3 separate regions of the Rattus norvegicus genome follow, and regions 2 and 3 are each linked to region 1. Evidence: chromatin contacts called from public Hi-C data. All regions are on one chromosome and are shown on one strand. The core of a region is the stretch at or near the end of the contact, and the rest is flanking DNA. Distances in the headings are between cores, read along the strand shown. Region 1 has its middle 25 kb from the start of Actg1. Region 2 holds the start of Slc38a10 (solute carrier family 38, member 10). Region 3 overlaps Slc38a10 (solute carrier family 38, member 10).

The links. Hi-C and Micro-C count contacts between places; a contact is called where the count stands out from the background.
Region 2: a Hi-C map of liver shows a contact between it and region 1, with 4 times the contacts expected there. The contact joins the promoter of Slc38a10 here to the enhancer-like site in region 1. A contact is called at or near these places in 3 of 12 Hi-C or Micro-C datasets (the A7r5 cell line and liver) and 1 of 1 datasets of contacts at active chromatin or transcription factors (oligodendrocytes).
Region 3: a Hi-C map of the A7r5 cell line shows a contact between it and region 1, with 4 times the contacts expected there. The contact joins two enhancer-like sites. A contact is called at or near these places in 11 of 12 Hi-C or Micro-C datasets (the A7r5 cell line, the Rat2 cell line, Schwann cells and 6 more) and 1 of 1 datasets of contacts at active chromatin or transcription factors (oligodendrocytes).

Annotation. Positions count from the first base shown.
Region 1 is chr10:106,094,052-106,098,588 of GRCr8, forward strand. No RefSeq gene overlaps it. Among named protein-coding and RNA genes, the nearest start is that of Actg1, 25 kb to the right of the region's middle. Within about 2 kb of position 1,325, at least 78 of the 93 cell types and tissues checked have an H3K27ac peak or open chromatin away from gene starts, as enhancers often do. A contact at or near this core is called in the A7r5 cell line and liver, where this site is marked.
Region 2 is chr10:105,931,569-105,936,611 of GRCr8, forward strand. It overlaps Slc38a10 (solute carrier family 38, member 10), which reads right to left and starts at 3,475. Exons shown (of 16, transcript NM_001376915.1): 1 at 3,109-3,475. The coding sequence starts at 3,207.
Region 3 is chr10:105,902,664-105,907,358 of GRCr8, forward strand. All of the region lies in intron 10 of Slc38a10 (solute carrier family 38, member 10), which reads right to left. Among named protein-coding and RNA genes, the nearest start is that of Ndufaf8, 25 kb to the left of the region's middle. Within about 2 kb of position 1,603, at least 3 of the 93 cell types and tissues checked have an H3K27ac peak or open chromatin away from gene starts, as enhancers often do. A contact at or near this core is called in the A7r5 cell line, where this site is marked.

The DNA.
Region 1 (4,537 bases), core at 75-2,574:
AAAAAGCACATCCAGCAGGGCAGCTGAGGGACCCAAACAGCGTCTTCCACTTTGCGACTTGCAGGATGTCTTCTGTGGGGACAGAGGTTCGACCCAGCGCCACCCATCCATCCCAAGGCTGCACAGGCGGACAGCTACCGGGCCTCACCTATGTGACATCCGCCTACTGCTCGCAAACAAAACCCAGTGGTTTTTTTTTTTTTTTTTTTTTTTGGTTCTTTTTTTTCGGAGCTGGGGACCGAACCCAGGGCCTTGCGCTTCCTAGGTAAGCGCTCTACCACTGAGCTAAATCCCCAGCCCCAAAACCCAGTGTTTTAAGACACCTCTATTCACACTTGAGTGCAAGTGCAGGACACAATCCTCTTGCTGGGCCAATGCACCCTGACACACGGCCATAGCTATGACCACCATTACCCCACCTTCCTACCCAGAGCAGTAACTGACTGTAGGCAGTGTTGGCCTCACTCGATTCCTTTGCTCCAACTTGGGCCTCTATTCAGCCAGCGGGAAGCACGGGCAAGTCTGAGGAAAGTATACACCACCCAGCACCTCCCTGCCAGGTCACCGAGTCTCCTTTCCAAGGTCACAGCTCCTGAACGGAGCCTCTTTCTCCACTGTAACTGCCCTCCAGGTCTGGGGTGGCGGCGGCAGCTCCCCTTCGTTGCTGGCTTGGGTACTAGACATCTCTCCTCTAAGTCATGTATTTTCCATTTACTCAACTCTCCTCAAATGTCCCGTCTGAGGGTGCCATAAAAATGTAAGACCGTGTCAATTGCCCGTATCAAAAAAACATTCTAGTATGTTCCACTTGGAGTAGTTTGGAGGGGAAACTAATGGAAACGGCCAGGGGGGGACTAGCCCCCAAGCTTCCACAGAGGCCACCTCTCTTTGTGTCCCCAGGGCATGAGAGGAAGTGTCAAAACCGGACTCCATCCAAGAATGAATTGATGCCTCCGCCACTAAACAGCAGGACCATGTCTTCCTTTCCTCCACCCCACCAGCTCCATCCTCCGAGCCAAACCCAGGTGGCGCTCTTCTGCCTCCCCCATCACCTCCCGTGGGAGCGGGGGACAGCCCAATGTTTGCCCTACCACCTCCCATCCCGGAGGCTCTGCACTCCCAAGGCGCTGCAGGAGCCTGACGACGCCCCCATGGGGACCAGAGGCTACGAGGTCCACTGGCGACCGCAGGGGATCCCCCAGGGCTGAACGGGTCGCCGTCAGGTCCCCGAGGCGCGCGAATCGCGGCCCAGCTCTGTGCCCCGCCCTTCTCTAGCAAGGAACATCACCCCACGTGGGGCCGCTGGGGCTCTCAGTCTTGGCTTGTGATTGGTCGATGTGTAACCAATTAGAGGGCCTCTGCTGTTCAGGCTACGCCGATTGGCCAAGAGAAGGCGGGTGGGACGGGAGTGGGGCGCCCTTTTGTTCTTTGCGCCCGCGCCGCTCGCCCGCTCCGGTCCCGCCACCTGCGCGCCCACTCCGGCCCTGCGCGCCTCCCGGAACCCCCCGCTTGTTCGCACACGCGAACTAAGAGCAGCCGCCTGCAACGCAGCCCTCTTAGGGTCTGACCTTGGACGAGCTCTTTTATTCTCCGTTCCCGGGTTTCTTAGCCTCGTTTTCTCCTTGTCTCCTAGGAATTGTGGCGAAGAACAGAACCAACCTGGCAGCAAGCTCCGAATGTTTCTAAAAACCTAACATTCAGTGATAGAAGGGCTCTGGATCCTTCTTAAGAGTGAGGCCACGTGGGAAACTGCTTAGAGAGAATCTTTCCCATCCTGAGCCTGTTTGCAGAATGAGCTCTTTTCCTATCCAAGTCTCACACAGGCACGGTGGGGGACAGAACTTCCGCCGCCCTGACTGCCCATCTATGCTAACCTTCCCTAAATCTTTCTTCAGTCAGTCAGTCAGTGGTAGTGGACTCCGTCGGGAGTGGAAAGTGGTGCCTCAGAAGCCCAGAGCCAGCAAAAGGAGAGAGCTCTCCAGGCGGAACTGGGTGTGTGTGTGTGTCAGGGGTCAGGTCTGGTTCTTCTGACCTCTGGTCCCAACATCTTCCGTCTAGAAACTGCTTCAGCATTTTCCACAGCAAAGCTGTGGCCGCAGAGAGGCCACAGTGCTGCGGGCTGTGGACACAGACACCCAGTCTCCACACAGCCTGTGCGGGGGGGGGGGGGGGGGGGCGGGATCAGGGAACCCTCAGTATCCCCATAACATGAGTGAACTTGGAAAAGTCCCTGCTCAAGCCCAGGTTGGTGGAAGAGAGAGAGTAGTTGGGGTGGGGGTGCATTTCCAAGGTCCTCTCCTAGAACTGGAAGTCTAAAAGACCCTATCACAATTAAAGTGCATTTCTAGCAAGCAGGACATCGACACCTGCAACCTTCTAACAGTCTGACACTAGTGGCCTCTGTCAGGTGTCTGTCCTAAGGACTGTGTGCTGGAGGCTACACCTGTGGGCTCTTTCCCTGGGTGGCTGAGAAAAGGTGAATGTGGGGGTGGGGGCATCCCCATCCCATGAAGTTTTAAACACACTCCTCTCCCTGCTGTTTTGAGGCCAAAAAGCCTCTGTGCTGGTAAGAGAGAGTGAAAGTTACTGGACTGGTTGGGGTGGGAAGAAATCAAGTGGGGTCTGGTACTGGTCCTGAACCCTCAAGGCTCCCAGGCATCTGGGCTCCTCTGCCTCCAGCATTTAGCCCTTTGGAGCTCTATAGTTCCCAAGTCAATCCAGCCTCCCCAACTGGAAGTATTCATCAAGAGATGAGACTCCCCAGGTGTATAGGGGGAATCCCATTGTAGAAGTATTTATTAGGAAGGGTGTGGGGTCTCCCACCAGGAGTAGACCCAGATGGCCAGGACAGACCTTGCCTGGGAGCCTGACTAAGCTGTTCCCATATCCCTCCTGTGCAGGCTGCTCTCAGACAGCCTCAAATGCCTCTCTCCAAAGATCAGGACTGGGGCTGATGGAGGAGGGGTGCGTTTTATGAGTCGGGCAGAACCATTGGTCACCTACAGTCACTGCTGGCCACACAAACACTCTTTTTTTTTTTTCTTTTTTTTTTTTTTTTTCCGGAGCTGGGGACCGAACCCAGGGCCTTGTGCTTGCTAGGCAAGCGCTCTACCACTGAGCTAAATCTCCAACCCCCACACAAACACTCTTAAGCACCTACCAAACTGCCTGTCCTCCGTGGCCGTGCTAGGGTGTCTTCACTATTAATCTGAAGTCAGGCAACAAATCCTGGGCTCCCTGAGAACCCCAGGGGGGGGGCCAGTAATTAGCAGGGATCTGAAGAAGGCAGGAGCCCCAGGCTTTTGAGAGAGCGTTGGCCAACTTGAGATCAGGAGTCGGTCAAGAGTGTAGGAAATAACTTGAGATGGGGCCACCTGGAGTAGGTCTCTGTGGGTATCCAGCTGTGGGTGTCTGTGAACTGACTCCTGGCCACCAGACCAAGCGACAGGAAGGACACATCAAAGGAGGTAAATACATAGACGCTGGAAGGGCAAGGGACAGGGTAACAGTGGAAGTCACCGTCACTGGGGAACCCGTCTCTGCCTTTGTGTTCGATGTTGGAGGCCCGGTGACAGACAACACTGGCGGGTCTGCACATATTCCGCCTGTAAGCATCGGGCAGCATTATTCCATCTGTGTCCGACATGGCCCCGTTTACAAAGGGCACCTAAGCAGCCTCCCTGACCTGGGGAATCGACCTTACAGCCTGGTTTAAGAAGTTGCCACCAAGTGGGTTGGAGAACTTTAGTCTAAGCTCACTTCTGCAGTCTCTCGCTTCGCTCTGGCTTTCAGTTTACAATTCGAGTATGAATCTGGAAATCTGGCATTCACACAACAGGGGCCCTCCCATAGGAACCAGTTGGCCAGTAGGAGCGGTGCGGGAGCGCCCTCCAGCGCTCATATTCAGCATGGCAGCTGACGGGGGACGAGAAGGCAGGGGACTAAAGAAACGAACTGTTTATCAGAGAGGGAATAGTAAGATGCCTCTTATGCTGGGTGCGCTGATGCTCTCTTGTGACCCTGACTCAGATGGTTGAGGCAGGAGGATCTTGAGTTTGAGAGCAGCCTAGGCTACATAAAAAATAAATCAAAGGGGTTGGAAGGGTGGCTCAGCAGTTAAAAGTGCTTGCTGCTCTTCCAAAGAGCCTGAGTTTGTTTCTGAGCACCCATGTCAGGCAGCTCACAACTGTATGCAACTCTAGCTCCAAGGGATCTGATGCCTTCTTCTGACTTCTCCAGGTGTGCGCACACGTGCGTGTGCACACACACACACTCCAAAGGGCTAAGGAGATGGCTCCGTGGTTAAGTGCAGTGACCTGCAAACAGAAAGGCTGAGTCTGAATCCCCAGCACGCATTTGTAAAAGCACTGGGGGGCAGAAGACAGGTGAATCCTGAGAGCCCACATTTCAACCAGCCTGACACTGACAACAAGCTTCTGATCCCATGAGAGGTTCTACCTCAAGGCAGAGTCAGAGCAAGAACAAGGTAGGGGAGACGCCTGGCATCTGCTCTGGCCCCCATGTGTGCACAGGCACA
Region 2 (5,043 bases), core at 2,225-4,724, 160 kb before region 1:
AGTTCCCTAAAACAGAAGCAGGATCCTTGAGTCCTGTTTTAAAGGGGCCTTGTAAGTCCTAAGTCTACGGGGTGAGGCTGTGGGCTGGCATCCCACACTCCCTACACGCACCTCATATGTGGTACCTTTAACCACCTTTCTCAATAGCCCTATGTGGTAAACATAGTCTAGAAGGATTAAGAATGGTGTATGCCTTACTCACAAATTAAAGAGATGTTGCCCATGTGACCCTGCAACTACTCTTAGGTCTTTCTCCATCAGGATGAAAGGCTCATGCACGAACTATTTACCAGTGGGTTTAGCTACAACCCAATGAAAGAGAGTTCAGTGGCCTTCAAAGGTGACTAGGAAATCAACTCTAGTCCAGCCATGCAAAGAAGTGTTATTAAGGTTCAACGGCACAGACACACCACGCTGCAGAAAAGGGGGGCGTGAAGACAGCTAACTTTGCACTGCCAGGTACAGAACGTTTAAGGAAGACTGGGAGCTGGCCAGGCAACAAGTCAAAGGGCTGAGGGAGGGACAGCTGCTGATCACAGAGGGGCAGAGGAGATTTTGGGGGGGGATAAAGGAGCTCTTCTATGTTCTGACCACAGTAGCCATTGAATACATACATCAAAACCCAAAGGGCCACACCCTAAAACAGCGACGTTTGGTTACACGTAAATTGCTCCTCAGTAACTCTGACGATTAAGGCATCAGTGGTTTGCACCAGGCATGATGGTATGTGTGCTTTGATCCTAGTACTAGGAAGACGAAGGCAGGTGCATCTCTTTGGGTTCAAGGCCATCCTGGTCTGGTCTACGTATCGAGTTCCAGGCCAACCAAGGCTATATAGTAAGACACTAGTAATTGAGGACATAGTTCAGCAGTAGAATGCCTGCTGGAAGTAGACCCTCGGTGCTGTAATAAACAAACAAATAATACAAAATACTAACACTGCTACACCAGAACAGTGTGTCACCAAAAGGGGAGTTGAGAGGAGGGACATGGGGGCTGTCTGTACTTTCTATTCAGTTGACCATAAAGCGAATACTGCTCAAAATAAGTAAGCAAATAAAGTTTATCAATATAAAAAACAAACCACAACATAACATCAAACTCTCACCGGAATGGTCCAAAGACCCACAATACCAAACACTGCAGAGGACACGAAGCATCTGAGTGTCTAACGCCTGTGCTAGCAGGCAAACACACACACACACACACACACACACACACACACACACATATACATACACACACACATACATACACACACACAGAGACACACACACATACACACAGACACTGACATACACACAGACACACACACAGACACTGACATACATACACAGACGTGCACACACACATAGACACACACATACACAGACACACACATACACAGACACACACACACAGACACTGACACACACACACACACACACACAGATACACAGGTCTATCCACAACATTGCATATCAACAACAGGTTGATAACTACACACCATGATCCCACCTCCTCCAAGTCAAACCAGGCCACACCAACCTCTGGCACAACCGAGCAATAGGTGGTAGTCTCCTGGTGGACAGATAAGTGTGCCAGCATTATGGAAATCCTCAGTGTACAGCAAGGTACATATGTTCTTTTACCTCATGAAAATCCATCAAGTGTGCTTTTAAAGTATATGCAGTTTTCCACACACTAAATAACAATGTATCTGTTTTAACTGCCAGAATCACTAAACAAACCCTAAACCCAAAGTTTTCTTTAGGTACCGCTAAACTCTAACACATTCCCCAATACTCTGCTAAACTCAGATGGCTTTGCCCCAAGGTTCCTGGAGGAGATAACCACCCAGTGATAGGAAGTTGACAGGTTTTAGGCACACAGTTCGACTGTTTCTAGTCTCCCTTGCACACTGGGTTCCAAGTTCTCCCAAGCTCTTCCCAAGCAGATCGCCACCTGGCTCGTCTCTGTATGCTTGAGCAGAGGCCTAGCATCCGTGCACAGCAATGTTCCAATCTAAAGACTGCTCAACCACCTGCACCCAAACAGCTAATTTCCCAGTCATCTATGACAGACCCCAAAAAAAAGAGTCAGTCACACTTCACAGACAGGCAGCAAAGATGACAGAGTTCACTTGGAGATTTGAAACCAGCCAACACTCAAGTCCCAGGATGCATTTCTGCTGACAGGAAAAGTTTCCATGGACACTGGGAGACGTAGGCACTCCAAAAACATCCAAAACCACCCCCAACAACTCAACACTGGGGTTCACAACACAGATGTCACCCCGGATGATCTAGCCCTGTTCTTCTGCCTACATCTATCAACCATATCAAATACCTCACCCTAGATGCCTTCTCAATCAGGATAGAATGTAGAGGATCAAAAAAAAACCTCCCCAATTAGAAAAACGTGTTTTCTATTTTTAGACTGAGACATGAACCATAAAACACGCAAAGTAGTTGTTAGTCTAATATTAAATTATCAACAATCCATTTTCACTTCCAAATGCCTATCACGGATTAATCTTCCACATCACCTCCTGGGTGTCATCGGATAGAAGGGGCGATCTTTGCCTTGATTTCCCACTGTCCCAATAGCAGAGGACAGCACACGTGGCAAGAATGAGAGAATCTACCACTTCCTTTGTTAGTCATTACCCAATTTGACGTTTCCATCTGCTTCCGCAAATCATTGGTAGATTCAGCAGAGCCACGTAGAAATATGACCATCTTTTCACGTGGCATTCAACACTGGAATAACATCAAACTTTTTTGTATGTCTGCTTTTCCAACTGTGGTGACACATACACAGATCAGACCAAACGAATACTTTAAATCACCTCGATTAAGCCTTGTTGGTAGCCGAAGCTGAGGACCGGCATGATTCCGTGCAATCCGTCGGAGTCAAACACAGGACTAACAAAAACATTATCAATCTGCTCACTTATCGTTCTCTGTGCTCTTCCGTACGGTGTTAGTAGACGCGGAACGCGCAGATCCAGATCATGCACGACTCGCTTCGAGGACTTTGCTCGGGTCTCTTCCCTACCCGCCGGGCTCACACACCCTTCCCATCAGCGGAGCACTTCAAACCCATGCCCCCGCGACCCCGACTCACCTGTTTGAAGCAGAAAGGCATGGTGAGTACGCTGACCCCCACTATGCTGTTTACGACGTTCGTGACCAGCCCCCACTTGGAGGTGGAGGCGGCGGTCATTTTGAGGGTCTAGGGGCCGGGACGGCGCGACCCTAGATAACCCTAAACCGGGATCAGGGGACCCGCAGACAGGCGTCGCAAAATCAGCCTCCGGACCCTGTCAGACTCCGCAGCAGCCTCACAGCCATGGTTTCAGGTTCCCGCCTCCGCCTCCCGAGAGTGGAGCAGGGACCCGGAAGCGCCGCAGGCAACGCTAGCAACACCTCAGCTCCGCTTCGCTGCCTCCGGCACACAAACTTCCGCCTTCGGAGTGTACTCTGCCAGGAAGTGACGGTATTAAGGGCGGGATGAGGCGGGACAGCAGCCAACAAGAAGCAGATGTGTATGCTCGAGGAAGCGTGACTCGAGTTCCACCCCCCGGGCGGAGCTAGGTGTAACTCTAGCCAATAAAAGGTATGTGGGGGCGGGACTACGGGACGTGGGGCGGGGTCTGAGTCGGGGCGGAGCCACAATCTGGGTTCTGGGTTCCAGGCTGTCTTTGAAGTTTTGCTCCTTCGCTAGTGACTGAGGCAGCTCTAAGACGAGAGTCTTGCGGGGTACCATCTCTAGCCGGAAGAGCAGAAGAGGAAGGGAAGGACTTTCCGGTGAGGAGTGGGCTCTTGAGGGTTAATTTTCAGGTCCTTGCCCACAGGAAGGATTTTGGGTCGCGATTGGAGGACCTTTCTAAACTGAAGCACTTAAGTTTTACAGATGAATCTTCAGGACACCGTGAGGTTTGGAGATTCAGCAAAATCACACAGCCTGTAGGAGAGAGCACGGGGATGTGTCTGTTGGTACTCAACGGGGGTGAAAGTAATCTACTGCCCTAGCAAAGGAAAGGTAAAGAGGAGAGACGAGAGAAATCTAGGATTTCAAGAGAAGGTGGCTTCTGTACTTGAAGAACTAATGAGAATTCTTCCTGGAGTAATGCGCACACTAAGGACAGTAGAGAAAGAACCCTCCCACATGGAAGCGGATGACTGGCACTTGGCAGTGTCCTTAGTGGCAATGTCTGTGGTGAATGAATGCCTAGGGACCTGAGGTCTGAGAAAGACCCCACAATATTTCCAGGAGGCCAGAGCTGTGCATGCAAGGAGAAACTTCAAGCTGCCTTAAGAGGCTCTCCTAGAAAACAATTTGATTTCTATGCAAGATCATGCACCTTAGACAAGGGACAAATTCTTCCAGCCTCAGACAGAGCAGTGTCTGGGTCAGAGCTCACGCAGATGTGAGAGAGAGAGAGAGAGACAGAGAGAGAGAGAGAGAGAGAGAGAGAGAGAGAGAGAGAGAAAACAATAACAACAAAAACAAAACAAAACAAAAAAACAGGAAACGCCAGGGTAAAGAACAATCAATGGCCTAAGCCATTAATGCCAGCATTCAGAAGGCAGAGACAAGCATATCTCTTGAGTTTGAGGGCAGCCTAGGCTACATTAAGTGAGTTCCAGGACAGCCAGAGCTATGTGGAGAAACCCTGTCTCAAACAAAACAGAGTAATTGAATACAAAGCCAAAAATAGTACTCATCTGCGTTCACTGTTTGCAAAGTCATTGTCCACAATCTATAAAACCAGCTGCTGTATTCCCATAACCATGTAACTGACATTCAGCCTTAAGAGGGAGACAGGACTGGAGAAATGGCTCAGAACGCTGTCTGTTCATCTAGAGGTCCTGAGTTCAATTCCCAGCAACCACATGGTGGCTCACAACCATCTGTAATGATATCTGACTCTCTCTTCTGGTGTGTCTGAAGACAGCTATAAAATCCTAGCTCAATTGGTTAGCACATGGTGCTAACAATGCCAAAGCCACAGGTTCGATCCCCGTACTGGCCAGTAAGGTATATAGACTCTGGGGC
Region 3 (4,695 bases), core at 353-2,852, 190 kb before region 1:
TATGTGAATGCAATAGGTCATGTATGCATGGAAACATGTAAAGGCAGTCCCAACTGCATGAAGACAACTCCCACCACAGGCACCATGACAACAGGCACCATGACGACAGGCACCATGACGACAGGCACACAAGGACATACACAGACAAAAGAAACAGGAATGTAGTAATGGGAAAGAAGGAAGTGAACCAAGAGACCCAGGGAGGACTCAGTGAGGTGGACAGGAAAAAAACGACTATAGGAAATCCACAGATTCCCTGCACATAAATGGGTACAGTCAGCACACCAAAAAACCAGACCCCGTACAGAAGCCAAGTGCTGTAGACAGGGAGCCAGACTGAGAAGACCTGAGGTGACAGCGGAGTCATGGAAGCCATAGCCACTTGATGAATAGGAGGATCATGGTGGAACTGCACAGGAGCCACTACACAGGCTCACGGTCTTAGTGCATCTGTAGCACTAATGCACTCCAACGAGAACAAGACCAAAAGGGAGCTTAGCTTTCTCAGATCGGTTGATTCAAACTTCATTAATAAAAGAAATCAAACAACATTGTTGTTCTCATCGTTAATGAGAATAATGAGGAGGAGAGTTTAGAGTTAGAAAGCCAGGCATGAGAGCAAAAGCCTTAATCCCTGCATTCAGGAGGCAAAGGCAGGTCTCTGAGCTTCAGGACAGCAGACAGGGCAGGGCTCTGGTAGGGACCTGGTGTACACACATGAAGCCTGAGGTCAGATCTCTAGCACTGCATGAGCCAGGCCTCATGGTGCACACCTGAGACAGAGGCAAGAGAATCTGAAGCATTATGTGGAAGGTTTGAGGCTAGCCTGGGCTACACAAGACCCTGTCTCAAAGGCCAGGCTATAAAATAAAAACAAACAAGTATACCAGATGCTATGATGCTGTGCTGGTGAGGAAAGCAGGAGAGGAAGAGACCAGTAGCAGACTGATGTAAGGCCAACTAAATGAAAAACCAGGAATTTATTCTATGACACCAAGACCTTTATATGAGCCATCACGTGGGTGCAGAGAACCCAACTCAGGTTCTCTGGAAGAAAGTACACACTCTTACATGCTAAGTAAACTCCCCAGCCTAAGAAAATCTCTTTCTTTACTTTCTAGATTTATAAAATTTATTTTATGTGTATGAGGGCTTTGCCTTCACAAGTGTGCACCACATGCCTGCCTCATGCCTGCTGAGGTGGGAAGGTTAACAGACTGTTATGAACCTCCCTGCTGAAGCAGAAGTGGGTCCCTTTCAAGAGCCACGGATCCTCTTAACTCCAGCCCCAAGAAAGTCTAACTAGGATTCCCTCCCACACCCTCTCCAAAACACCTGATGAGGTTAAACACCAGGACTTGACAAACTAGGAAAATCATATGCAATCTGACAGGCAATGAGTTAACCTCACTACCAAACTAACTACTAACTACTAACTGCCACATCAAGTACCTCAGAACACTGTGTCACACAGTTCTCCCCACTTAACTACAGTGCTACATGAGAACACCGAGGTCAGCCATTGGTGACACCGGCTACAGCTCCAGGGAGCAAGGTAAGCACTCAGGGAAAGGCCACAGTCTAGACTCCAGAATGACTCACCAGGTTGGGCACTGAGAACTGGGAGCATGGGCTCCAGCAGCCGCTGCCTGAATTCAGGAGAGAACAAGAGCCCACACGAGCATGCTGCCCGTGTGCCGTTCTCCTCAAGTACAGGCCAGCAGAGAACAGAGATGGAGGAACAGGTGAAGACAGTGAGAATCAACAACACGAGGGCTGACGACAGTTAACCTAGATCCTAGGAGCGAGGGTGCACTGAACCTAGGTTTACCCCAGCTGGCTACAGCCTCTGCCCGTGATGTCATAGGCACACCGGGAAGTCACACCATTCAGAACCTCCGGAGTTTCTTAAACACGATGACTGAAAAATACTAAGTATGCTAGGAGACAGGACTAAACCACAGAAAACCAAGGACCGAAACTGAACATCAATCGGAAGTGAGGGCTGCTGCTCCTAGATTTACAATGGGTTATACCTTGATGCTACTGAAACTACCTAAAGCTGGAAATAACGGCTATGGCACTGGGCCTCGGCGTCCTCTCTGTTGCTGTGATAAACACCCTGACAACAGCACCTAAGGGAGTAGGGGTTTACTTTGGCTCACAGTTTCAGGGTACAGTTCCGCATAATAAGAAAGGCCTGGTAGCAAGAGTCTGAGGCAGTTGGTCAGCTGCATCTAGGCAGGAAGGTAGGGAGATGGCTGCTCCTGCTCAGCTCACCTCCTCAGTTCTATGATGCCTCAAGACTAGGGATAGCCCTGGCTCACTCCTGGAGTGAGTATTCCCATTTGATTGGGAATGGAGATAAACCCTCACAAACATGTACCGTGGCTAACCTAATCTAACCCATGAAGGTTGTGCCTAGTTTCTCAGGCGATCATGGGTGCTGTCAAGCTGACAACTGACACTAACCATCATGCCATCTCTAGTCTTTTTTTTTTTTTTTGGTTCTTTTTTTCGGAGCTGGGGACCGAACCCAGGGCCTTGCGCTTCCTAGGCAAGCGCTCTACCACTGAGCTAAATCCCCAACCCCTCTAGTCTTTTTTTTTTCCCCTTCAAGACAGGGTTTCTCTGTGTAGCCCTGGCTGTCCTGGAATTCACTATGTAGACCAGGCTGGCTTCGAACTCAGAGATCCACTTGCCTCTGCCTCTTGAATGCTGAGATGAAAGATGTGTGCCATCATCACCCTGGCTGCCATCCTAGTCTAGAGTCACCAACTTCTCTGAGAGTGGGCTATATGGAGTTACAGCCTGCCATGGCTGCCCAATGCTACATGGGTCTTGCACATCACTGGCGTGAGAAGAGCAAACTTCCACGCACAGCATCTGTGAGGCAGCTCAGTTGTAAAATGCTGCTGTATAACCACGAGGATCTCTGTTTAAAGCCCTAGTAACTGGGTAGGGTCCAGGTTCAGGGAGAGAAAAATAAGGTGCAGAATGGTAGAGGAGAAGATACCATTGGCCTGAATAGACACACACACACACACACACACACACACACACACACACACATGCATACATGCATACATACACACACATACACATACACATATACACACTTGCATACATACATATACACATACACATACAAGCATGCATACATACACACAAACATACACATATACATACATACACACACACCCTACACACACACACACACACGCACAAACACACACACATATACATACATATATACATACATACGTATACATACACACTTGCACACATACATATATACACATATACACATACACATACAAGCATGCATACATACACACAAACATACACATATACATACACACATGCATACATACACACACATATACATACATATATACATACATACGCATACACATATACATATACACACTTGCATACATACATATATACATACACACATGTAGACATACATACACACATACATACACTTACAAGCATGCATACATATACATACATACATACACACACACACACACACACACACACGCTCCAACCCCCACATTAATAAGTAATGGCCTGGGGTGGATGGAACTGCCTTTAATCCTAGCAATCAGGAGGCAGAGGCTGCCTGGCCTACACAGTGAGTTACAGGACAGCCAAGGCTACATGGTGAAATCCTATTCATAAAACAAAAACAAAGCTGGCAGTGGTGGTGCACACTTTTAATCCCAGCACTTGGGAGGCAGAGGCAGGTGGTCCTCCAAGCTCAAGGCCAGCCTGGTCTACCTCTAGGACAGCCAGGGCTACACAGGCAACCCTGTCTTAAAAAAAGTAAAAGACAAATGGAAAGTCTTGCCTAAGTGAGTTGGTGGCAGGTGAAGTGGGTGTGACTGCAGGTAGAGGAAGAGCAGCACACCCTACACATCCACCCTGCACAGCAGAGCATTAGTAGGAAGAAGAACAGAGACTGCTCGTTGCTCTTCTTGCTGTAACTAAGCACCAGACAAAACAGCTTAAGCCCAGAAGGCTCATCAAGGCTCCAGCTGGGAGAAGGCAGGTGGCAGGTCACACTGACATCATCAATCGGCATCAATCAGGCGGGCAGACCTGAGTCCTGGTGCTCCGCCCACTCACTCCTCTCTAGTCAGCCCCAGACCCCAGGCCTTGGCCTTGGGATGGCAGTTAGAGGCTCCTCCCATATCAATCAAGCCAATGCAGCCACGTCCAGAGGGTTGTCTCTAACGCGATTCTAGATCGTGCTGACAAACAATATTAATCATCACAGAGACACACCCACACCAAAAACAAAACAAAACAAGCCAACAAGCCTAAGAGTGGATAAAGCTAAGCTGAGCAGAGCAGACTAAAGCAGCTATAAAACCACAGACACATGGAGCAGGCACTCCACAAGGTAAAGCATCAGCGAATCAGTAAAGCCTCAGACTAAAGAGCAGACTCAAGGGCTAACAGGATGTAAATCTACAACTAGGAATTACTGCACCTTCCTCAGAACTGGTGAGGTTCTTAAAAATACAGACCAGGAAGCACACTTTAACCCACTGCCAGGAGCTGAGACTCTCATGTACTTCAAAGAGTTTCTGAACCCCCGACCCCCCGATATCTGGGAATTGTTAAGGTTTAGATTTGAAGCGTCCCACTAAAGGTTCGTGTGCTGCATGCTTGGACTGACTGGTG